Linked DNA regions of Mus musculus: regions 1 and 2 are each linked to region 3. Evidence: chromatin contacts called from public HiCAR-type and promoter capture Hi-C data. All regions are on one chromosome and are shown on one strand. The core of a region is the stretch at or near the end of the contact, and the rest is flanking DNA. Distances in the headings are between cores, read along the strand shown.

Region 1 (3,689 bases), core at 783-3,282, 2.8 Mb before region 3:
ACTGTTTTATAAAACAGATATTTATAAGTATAAAATTGTTTTTCCCCCTCCCCCACATTCCACTGTGGGGGGGAGGATTTGGCTGTAGGTTCAAGTCTCAGAAAGGCAAAAATTAAAGATTCCTAGAACTTACTGGCCAGCCAGTCTAGAATAGACAAGCGCCAAGATCATGTCTCAAAGACCATGTCTCAAAATAACTGGGGGAAACAAAAAAAGGGAACACAGCTAAGGAGGCATCCTGACACCCACATCTGGCCTCCACCAATAATACTGGCAGATGGAATAGCATATGCAAATTAGATACAAAGGTCCAATTCAAACAACACAGTTTGCAAGCTGTTCACTGTTGCTACAACGTGTATATTGTATATGTTTATTTCTTTAAAGTTGGAATAACTGAAGGTTGTCTGGTCACTGTTCATTTTACACACACACACACACACACACACACACACTTTTATTTTTGAGACAGGGTTTCTCTGTATAGCTCTGGCTGCCCTGGAATTCACTCTACAGACCAGGCTGGCCTCAAACTCAGGATCCACCTGCCTCTGCTTCCAGAATGCTGGGTTAAAGACGTGCACCACAACTGGTTTATCCTATCCATTTTCTGTACCCAAAGGATTACTGAAATTTTATGAAAATACTGTGTGTGATTTTCCCCCTATCAAGGGCTAGAACTATGATTCACAAATCAAGAGTATTCACTGCTCTTACAAAGGACACAAGTTCAGTTCCCTGTGCCCACACGGCACTCACAGTTGTCTGTAACTCCACTCCCAGGAGATTCAACACCCTCATTTTACTTCCCCGGGCACCAGACACGTACTTTGTGCACCAAGAAACAGGCAGACAAACATCCATACACAAAATTTAAAAAAAAAAAAAAATCTGGGAACCAGAGAGATGGCTCAGTACTTGAGAACACAGGCTGTTCTTCCAGAGGACCTAAGCTTGACTCCTAGCATCCACATCTGCTCACAGCTCCCTGTAACTCCAGCTCCAGGGATCTAATGTCTCTGGCTTTCTCCCACAGCTGCACCCACGTGCACATAACCACACAATTTAAAAGAATACGGTGAATTCTTTTACAGATCTTCATTAGACATTTTAATATATAATATTTTAATGTTTTGGTTTTTCGTTTTTTTCGAGACAGGGTTTCTCTGTATAGCCCTGGCTGTCCTGGAACTCACTTTGTAGACCAGGCTGGCCTCCAAAGAAGGAAACTTTATGGTGGCAACAGTAAGAACACAAATATGTCATTGTCGTATGTAAGTTACCAGTAAGGGCTCAATGAGTTTTTGTGATCGTTTCAAAGGGCGGTCAGCACTCTGACATCTGAAAACGCAACCACCCGTTCACCTTTACAGAATACTGAGATAATTATGTTTGACTTACGCGTTTTGTTGTTTGGTTTTAGATTATGGGGTTTTTTTGTTTTTTTTTTTCGGGTCAGAGTCTCTATTTAACTCAGGGTGAACTTCGAAGTGCAATCCTCCTGCCTCAGTTTCCTGAGTTGTAGGCCAAAGGCATGTGCCAAAACACTCAGCTTAATAATTAACTCAATAATTTTTAGGAAAAACCTGACATTCCAACAACCATAGCGTATACTAGAACCTTTCCCGAGCTGCTCCACTAACCCTTTCTGTAGCCGCTGCTCAGTGCCGAGCTATTCAAACACTGAAAAGCAAACGAGTGAACACGCCCTAGAAAGCCCCACGCAAGCCTCAAGTCGCTGATGGCGTTCACTTGTTCTCAGAGGAAGCTTTAATTTTAACATTAGGCAAATCTGGCATTTCCCAGCTGTAGAGGCACAGAGCAGGAACCCTTCAAGAACCCGAGCGCTGGGAACCCCAGCGCAGGCCCGACCACGCGGTTCCGAGCAGCTGCGGTACAGCAGGGCGCTCGAGCGAGGAAGCAGGAGGGAAACATCCCGCAAGAATCCCGCACACCCCACGGCCAACTCACCATGGTAAGGAGCCGTACAGCTCCCGCCGGAAGACGCTCTGAGAAGTCGCATTTCTCAAGCGGAAGGGGCGGGCCTTCAGAATCCGATTGGTTGCAGGGCGAGGGGGCGGGACTGCGCATGTACCCTAGGTCGCCGTCTTTTTGTTCTCCGCCGCCTGGGAAGTGGGCGGATTAGAGCTGCTCTGGGCGGGGCTGCTCGCCCAGGGAAAGGGTGGGCATTTATCACCTTGGGAGGAACTTTGAGGTCTGTTCAAAGTCTTCTACCAGAGTGTGAGTTTATTACAGTTTATACTCCTGTTTTAAAAATGAAGAAGCAGGAACATTAAGAAATGTCACAGTAAGGCCGGGCAAGTCTCGCTGATTTCGAGGTCAGGCTCCTCGAGGTAGACTCAGCCTATGTTAAAAATACATTTATCAAATTCCCAACTGTTTCATTAAAAATAATGTCGCAGAAAACGCTTGGCTTAAGAACACAAGGATTCGAGTTAAATCACAAGAACCTACGCCGTCACGATGGCCACACCTGTTTGATCTCAGCACTCAGGAAAGCAGAGGCAGGCATATCCTTAGTGACTCGATTTCAAAAACCCAGGTGAACGTCAACCTTAAGTATAAGGTTGTTCTCTGGCCTCCACGAGCACTTTACTGGTGCACGTCACCGGTCAGGGTGCAGCATCGCCTGCGTACTATTCTAACGCTGGAGGCTGAGGCAGGAAGACTACACTACACAGCAAAACTGTCTCAAAACCAAAACGAACGAGTGAGTGAGTGAGTGAGTGAGTGAGTGAGTGAGTGAATGAATGAATGAATGAATGAATGAAAAGAGGTGATGGCTTTTCCTGACTCCAGTCATCCAAGTGGCTACTGCAGTTTAAGAGGATCTGACACCACCACCAGGTGGTAGAGCCCTTAGGCATGACACACAAGGGTTCAATTGCCTAAACTGGGTGCAAACCTGTAACCCTATAGATTTGGTAGCTGAGGTAGAAATATTCAGTTCAAGCATACTTGGGGTTTAGAGTAGGTCACTGTCAGCCTCCCCAGTTAGTGAGAGCATCTCAAATTTAAGGAAAAAATAAGCACTTGTAGCTGGAGTCCACTGTTTTGTATATGGTGCCTGTCTTGGGAAGCTGTGGCAGGACACTGAATTCAAGTCACACTTCACTACGTAAAGTACCAAAAAGACAGAACAATAAGAGAGGGATTTCTTAGGGAGAATACTTTCGGGGGTGGGGGGTGGGGGAGAAGGAAGGGTGAGACAAGGACTAAAATTTATTATATACCAGGAAACTGTCCAAGAATAAAATATTTTTAAAAATCTGAAGCATGCCTTAAGTCTTATATGTTTCATAAGCTAGTGTGGAACTCAGAATAGCTGACTTTGAACTGAAAATACTTGGCTTTATCCCATAACAGAGTTTTAAATCTCTACAGTTTCTTTCTTGCACAGTCATTGTAGCCTATAAAGATTGTATTTGCAGATCTTATCTTCTAGGCACTGATCTTAGTGAAATTGTATCCTAGTAAGAGACACATGCAAGAAGAAAAAAAATTCAGTTATTTGTAAGTAGAATGTCAAAACTAAGGTAATGTGCTAGGTATGGTGGATCATGCCTTTAGTCCTAGTAGCTAGAGGCAGAGGCAAGCAGAATTCTGTGAGGTCCAGGCCAGCCAGAACTTCACAGTGATACCCTGTTTTTTAAAAAGAAGTGGGGGGA
Region 2 (3,382 bases), core at 225-2,724, 2.1 Mb after region 3:
TGTGCACTTGTGGATCCTGTCTCCTTAGCTAACCTCTCGGGGACTCAGGGACTGTCACTGGTCATTGACAGGTGGAGAGCTTCCTCTTCTTTCAGTGAAAAAATGTAAAAACCAGACCCAATTCTTTCCTTTTAGAAATGCTTTCTTTTTCTTCTCCAATGTCTGTTCCCCTGCCCAGGACATTTTCAAACCTGTTTCTCAAATTAAAGACCCCCAAAGCTGACAGAGTGATGCTATGTGTTTCCTACTACCTGCTGTACACTGCCCCTAAAAAGAAGTACAGCCAAAACAAACAAAAACAAGAAGGGGAACTGCGAGAGGGAGTCAGGGCAGGCAAACTGAAAAAGAAGGTTAGAAAGATGAAAGAGAAAAACCAGAGAGAGAGAGAGAGAGAGAGAAACTTTGGACGTAGAAATGTTAACTATAAACGGGTCCACGCTTCATTCAGCCCACCACACACACACACACACACACACACACACACACACACACACCTAGGTCGAGGCCCTAGCAGAAGCACCTGAACGCGCGTGCGCGTGCACAGAGAGAGAGAGAGAGAGAGAGAGAGAGAAAGAGAGAGAGAGAGGGGGGGGAGAGGGAGAGAGAGAGAGAGAGAGGAGAGAGACTGATAAACCCGCCAACCTCAGATAAATTTGACTCTTCAACTTGTAGCCTCCAATCGCAGCAAAAGGACGAAGGTCCTTCGCCACCTGCCAGCAGAAGACGCTGCAAGCGCCCGCGGCGCCGCAGTAGCCTCTCTCCTGCTGCAGTCCCGACAGAGTTTCAGATCCAAATCCATAGGGCTAGCGCTCCTCTTCCCCTCGCCCCGCTCCCCTGCCTTCGACCTCCTCTGGAGGCCCGGAGGAAGGAAGCAGGGCACTTTGCCACTTCTAAGGAAGGGGAGGAGAGGCGGCGACAGAGACTCCCACAGAAGGAGCCCCAAGCCCTGTATCCTTCTCCCCACTCCCCGCCCGCACACCCGCGCAGGTCCGATGCTGGCGAGTGGGCCACTTGCCAAGGTGTCGGTGCTCACTCCGGGTGCCGGGATTCAGGCGGGACTGTGAGACGGAAAGGTTGGGGTTGCAGATGAGGCGGGTGTGGGAGAGGGGCGACCCGGCGGTCTCCACCCCCCGGGCCACTGCAACTCCAAAGCACGCATAGGGACCCCCGTCGTCTTAAAGGCCTTCCCTCCGGGTGCGTTCGCCTCCCGCCCCGCTCCCCGCCTGGACGTCTGCGGAAAAAGAAGATAAAAGAGTACCTGGAGCGAACACCATGACTTCCTTCAGCCGCTACACCCTTGGGTTTCTAGAGGTGGACAGACAGAGGGCGGGAGCCGACGGGGGACCGGGGAACCGCGGGGCCGGGAGCAGACGGGCGCGCAGGGTGCGGGCGGGACGGTCAGCACCTCGGACAGCTCCCTGCGCGCGGTCCCGGGCCGCGGCTCAGCGCTGGGCGCGCGCTGCCTCCACAATGCACCGCTCCGCCGGCGGGAGGAGGAGAGGCAACCCGGCTCAGCTCCTCCTCGGTCCCCGCGCCAGCTTGGCGATTCACCGCCGAAGGAGCAGGGCGCTTCTACCGCTTCCACCGAAGCAGGAAGGACGGAAGGGGAAGCCAGACAGAAAGGTAATTGCCCGGTTTCCCGGCAGGCGCACAACTAATTGCTTCTAACTACCTGCTGTCACTCACCCCCAGGGATGCCGGGCTGACATTTAAGATGAGTTTGTCCCTTTCCCCACATCGCACTAGACTTTACTCCAGAGGCTGAGTTCTTGGAGTGTGGCTGTCTCTGAACAGAGGGAGGAACCACCAAGTTAACCCGTCTTTGCTGTTCACGACTTCTCTGGCTGCCCCAGGCCTCTCAATGTCAGCAAGAGAGCTAAAAGAGAAAAACAGGATGACCTTGCAATGCATGCATGACAAGGGCGCTGCTCGCGGGTCCTGTTCCCCGTGACCACTGGGTCAACTCCCACATTTGCAGGTTCTCAAGGTCATAGCCTGAGAGGAAACGGTGTTAGTCACTGCAAAAAAAAGTACAGATGAGACATGTCTCGGACAAACTCCAACTTCTGCACGGATGAGGAAAAACATCTCTGACATTGATTACATACTTAAGAGCTTGCCCAGATCTGGTTCAGTTGGTATCTGCGCCCTTTACAGTTGGTTCCACCCTGAACAAGGACTTGCTGGATGCTCACTGCAGGCTCCTAACCCGTAGTTCACTTGAAGATATCTGTTCCCTGATTAATGTTGGTGCGGTGTAGGCAACGCTCATTAGATGCCACCAGCTTGCAACACGCGCGTGTGGGTTTCAGTGACAGAGTCAAAAACCACATAAGGATCCCCTTGCCTTGGCTTTTATCCTCCATCTCTGTAGTTGAATGGGGTTGTCCAAAACCAAAGGCAATCAGAGTTTTTGGGCATTCTTCACCTTTTCCTGGAAATAATAGCGCTGTTCTAAAAGCACAGTACTAACAATTTGATTAAAAGCCTTAAGCTCTACCCTGTTTTGGCAAACATAGGCATTTAAATAGCCAGGCTGGCACCGAGTTTGTTCAAAGCCATAATAGGTTGAAAATGTAAATAGTTTCACAAATCTTGAACTACGGTTATCATGGAGGCATCTGGGCAGCTTCAACACAACACAGTCACAAATGCTCTTAGCACCTGGTGTCATAGGAGATGAAACAGATGGGGCCTGCCTCAGCACGATGCAAATCAGCCAATGGGTAGGAAAAATACCCATGCACAAAGGGGTGGAGTCCTCTCATATGCCCAAGATACACCCAAACCCTTGGGAACAAAAACTATCTGCCCCTCTAGTTTCAGCACCGTGGGACACATGAAGCACTATTTGAGATTTGCTTGAATGACTGCCGACTGCTTTAAATAAACACCCCTCCACCACCCTTAATTTTTTACAACTTTGTGTGTTCATGGCCTTTACTCACCGAATGCATAAACAAATATCCACAGGAAAATATCGTGTTAAGAACATCTGAAAACATTCTTAAGGATCAACCAGATGCAAACGCAGGTCCAGCACCTTCCCCATTAACTCACTGTTTAACCTTGGATATGTCACCCTATTTGGCCCATCTCGTCTATACTACAAGAACTGAGGCATCTGCAGGGTTTGCTGTGAGGACCCTCTGAAATATGGATCTCAGTGAATTAAGAAAGAGCAAGGGGTCCTGGTGTGGTGCTGTGTGTCTTTGATCCCAGCACTCAAGAGGCAGAGGCTGATGGACCTCTGTGAGTTTGAGGCCAGTCTGGTCTACACAGTGACTTCCAGGACAGCCAGAGCTACATAGTGAGACTCTGTCTCAGAGAGATAAGGAGAGAGGGAGAGAGGGAGAGAGGGAGAGAGGGAGAGAGGGAGAGA
Region 3 (3,690 bases), core at 937-3,436:
AGGCAGCAGGAATGCAAGAGGTAGGGGTGTGTGTGTGTGTGTGGTGTAGAAAGGAAGAAAGAAGGGATGGAGAGGGAGAGGAGGAGAGAAGGAAGGAGGGAGGAGAGAGAGGGGGAGGGGGAGAGGGGAGAGAAGAGGAGAGGGGAGAGGAGGAGGGGAGAGAGAGAGGGAGAGGGGAGAGGAGGAGGAGGGAGAGGAGGGGGAGAGGAGAGGAGGGGAGAGGAGAGGGAGAGGGAGAGGGAGGAAAGTATCTTTAGTCTGAGACCAGGCTAGTCACAGCATCTGTAGCCACAGCTGTATCTTCAGTCTGAAACCAGCGTGGACAACATATATCTCAAAGACCAGCATGGACAACTCAAAGCGAAACAAACAGAACTAACCAACAACCAAAATAGATGGAAATTATAATTAGTTCTACAATTATTTGTCTTTTGATTCCTTCATCTGCCTTTCTTCTGGGGGGGGGGGGACGACCCAACAACAAAAAACCAAACAGTCATTAAGTTTCTCAAAAAGGACCAGGGCAGGGCTAGATTCAGAGGTAAGACAGATATATCAGAATGCAGAACACTGTGCTACATTGTCCAGGAGCTAAGTTTTACTCAATGGTAAGTGACTTTTAAACAATGTTTTTATATTGAAACAAAATAAGAAAATGCAAACTTCATGTATCAGATTATTTCATCTAAGACTTGAGAAAACAGGGAAAGGAAATGGCTGAAATTCCCAAATAGAGATTCACTAAAGTTCATAAAGACTGAATCAAAGTTTGTGCAGTTAAGAGCTTACGAAGAAAAACTGCAGCCTGTGTCAAATTCTACTTTGCTGTATTTTTTTTAAATTTAGCTCTTTGTTTAGATGCATCAATGAGTAAGAGTTCTAATGCAAGAGGGAAGAAATAAAGAACAAGTGAAAAAACGATGAGGCATTTCTCAAGAGAAAGAGTGAACGGGGAAATAAGAGAAGCTCGCTGATTGTCTCCAAACAAGACACATTCTGTCCTAAAGGGAAGCTGCTTAAGACGAAGTAACGAAACAAGACTCAGAAAAATAAACAACTCCCAAGAGTCGACAGGCCCCTGTCCAAGGTTCTAAAGCAGTAAGGACGGCAGCTTTCCCAGGGCTTCCCCTGAGCTGGGTGGACTTTTCAGGGACGCAGCTTGAGCCACACAGGCTCTATCTGTCAGTAAGCCCTCTCCCACAGATACCCTTGTAAACCCGGGCTTCACCAAAGCGGACTTGGGTGGAATCCCTACTTTGCTCTGTCACGAATGCCCTGTCTAGGGTGAGCAGATATTGATCGATTTGGACCTCTGAAGGAAAAGTCTCACAACATAAAAGTTAAAGATCCTTCAACTCAGTGGCATGCATTCGACCCAACATTGGGAAAAAAAAAATCACAGCAAAATTCATAAAGACGATGTCCGGGTGTGTGAGGTCTGGGGTTCTGTTTGTCTGGTACATACAGCTGAATTCTGTAAGCATCTGAAGAAACTCTGGCGACAGGATCATATGTATGTGTATGGCTAGTGGTTACTATATATATTACATATGTGTGTGTGTGTATACACACGTATACATACACACACACACACACACACACACACACACATATATATATATTAGAAATAGTTTCTCCGTGTGAGCATCTGACAGTCAATCGCTGACGACAGGGGGCAGGTAGGCAGGAAAACTTTCGTACTTTTGGAGAAAGTGGCTAAAGGTGTCGCGATGAGACGCGACAGCTCAGAACTCCAGCCCGGGAGGACTCGGGCCGGGGGCGTGGGACACGGGACACAGCGGCAGGACTCATCCCTCAGCCCCGTGAAGAGGCCGAGCCTCGCTCCCCACCGCGCACCAACCCCGCGCCACCCGCCGGAGCCGCACTGCCCGGTCTCCCTCCTCTCGCCCCGCACCGCCAGTTCCCGTCCCCGCCTCCGGGATGCCCGGCCCTTGGGGCCGGCGGGGCTGCTCGAGGCCGCGGGGATGTGGGGCTGAGGCGTCCCCGCCTCCTCACGCAGGACTGTGGGAGCGAGAGGGAGGGCACAGGCGACACCCAGAACCCCGCCATCAGGCCCCGGCGGGCGGGCGGGCAGGTGAAGGTACCTGCGCAGGCCGGCGAAGAGCGAGCGGCCCCACAGCCTCCGCCTCAGCGATCTACCTCAGGCGGTTGCGTGCTGGGTCGCTAGCCGCAGGCCGCAAAACCCGCCTAAGAACCTCAAGCGGAGGGCCGGGAGCGCGCGGCCGCGGGAGCCAATCAGAGCACGGGAACCGCCGAGGGCGGGGCCTGCGCTATCGCCCCGCCCCGCCCCTCGCTGACCGGGTCGCCTCCGCCTTCTGCCGTTATTCCGCTCCAGCTCTCTGTATCTTGATGCGGTCGCGCTTTCCCTCGAACGCTGGCTGTGCGGAGCGGTTGAGGAGCCCCGGACAGGACGAGGGGACTGGGCTGCCCTGAAGGACCAGGGCTGCTTGCCGTTCCCCCTCCCTGCCTCTCTGCTCGCGCCTTGGACCTGGGTGCTTCTTCCCTTGTGCACAAGTGTGTAAGAGGAGAAAGAGCCCACGCATGCTAGCTCAAAAGGTGTGAAATAAAGTGGCCTTTAGTGAGCAAAGGGCAACGTTCTTCCATTCACAGCCCTAAATGCTCCTTTTGTCATGCCCGTGCCTTCCTGAGACTCCTGGGATATAGCTGGTGCATAATCAACGCTTGCCAGTCCCACCCCTCCAATTCAGAATCTGCTTTATATATATAGTATGAGAGCACCATACAGTTCTGACTTGTTATCAAACTCAAGTAGACTAGTAACTGAACTGGTAATTAAGACTCTCTGTGGAATTTTGGGTTGGTCCATACATCCAGAGATTAACAGACAACATGAGTTGGGTTGTGGAATCTTCCCCCTTTTAGCTACCTGTACTCAGTGTTTTGTAGAACTTCCTTAAAATGTGACTGAGTAGATAAAACCAAGGTCATGGTAATGTTAATGGCTTAGACAAAAGTGTTACCAGCCCATTAGATCTTCAACCTCTCTCAGGCTATCAATTCACCTATAAAATCTCTAACAAGAAACACTGAGTCAGGAACTTAAGGAAACTGATGCTACGTGATGCTGAAGTACACTGAAAAGGTATGTTTCCATAATAATGTAAAAAATATTCTAAACATACATACAATGAGCCCTTTGAGTAGGAGCTAATTCGACTGTTGTTAAGATCTCAGGTTCAGGGATAGAGAGACAGCTCTATGGTTAAAAGTACTTGCTGCTCAAATTCCTAGCACACATGTGGCAGCTCACAACCACCTGTAACTACAGTTCTAGGGTATCCAACATCATCTTCTGGCCTTTGCTGACATAAGGCACACATGTAGCACACATGCATACATGCAAACAAGACACTCATAAGCATTCAATTTTTAAAAATGAAAATGAGTAAACATCTCAGGTCCATTAGCAAATGGCACAACAGAAAGTACCTTAAGTAAGGAACCCAAATAGAATTCAGTTCTTTGTTTGTTTGTTTGTTTGTTTTTTGAGACAGGGTTACTCTGAATAGCCCTGGCTGTCCTGGAACTCACTTTGTAGACCAGGCTGGCCTCGAACTCAGAAATCTGCCTGCCTCTGCCTCCCGAGTGCTGGGATTAAAGGTGTACGCCACCACGCTGGGCTAGAATTCAGTTCTTAGTCTCCAGCCA

The links. Promoter capture Hi-C pulls out the DNA fragments that hold promoters and counts their contacts. HiCAR-type assays count read pairs that join an accessible place to other places.
Region 1: a HiCAR-type map of astrocytes shows a contact between it and region 3, with 7 times the contacts expected there. The contact joins the promoter of Slc30a6 here to the promoter of Spdya in region 3. A contact is called at or near these places in 1 of 39 promoter capture datasets (embryonic stem cells) and 1 of 115 datasets of contacts at active chromatin or transcription factors (astrocytes).
Region 2: a contact with region 3 is called in a promoter capture Hi-C map of frontonasal cranial neural crest. The contact joins the promoter of Akain1 here to the promoter of Spdya in region 3. A contact is called at or near these places in 2 of 39 promoter capture datasets (cranial neural crest and frontonasal cranial neural crest).

The regions. Positions count from the first base shown.
Region 1 is chr17:74,393,951-74,397,639 of GRCm38.p6, reverse strand. It overlaps Slc30a6 (solute carrier family 30 (zinc transporter), member 6), which reads right to left and starts at 2,032. Exons shown (of 14, transcript NM_144798.6): 1 at 1,972-2,032. The coding sequence starts at 1,974.
Region 2 is chr17:69,437,418-69,440,799 of GRCm38.p6, reverse strand. It overlaps Akain1 (A kinase (PRKA) anchor inhibitor 1), which reads right to left and starts at 1,474. Exons shown (of 2, transcript NM_001145192.1): 1 at 1,259-1,474. The coding sequence starts at 1,274. It overlaps A930029G22Rik (a long non-coding RNA gene), which reads left to right and starts at 560. Exons shown (of 2, transcript XR_003952217.1): 1 at 560-1,623.
Region 3 is chr17:71,550,557-71,554,246 of GRCm38.p6, reverse strand. It overlaps Spdya (speedy/RINGO cell cycle regulator family, member A), which reads right to left and starts at 2,186. Exons shown (of 7, transcript NM_029254.1): 1 at 2,106-2,186.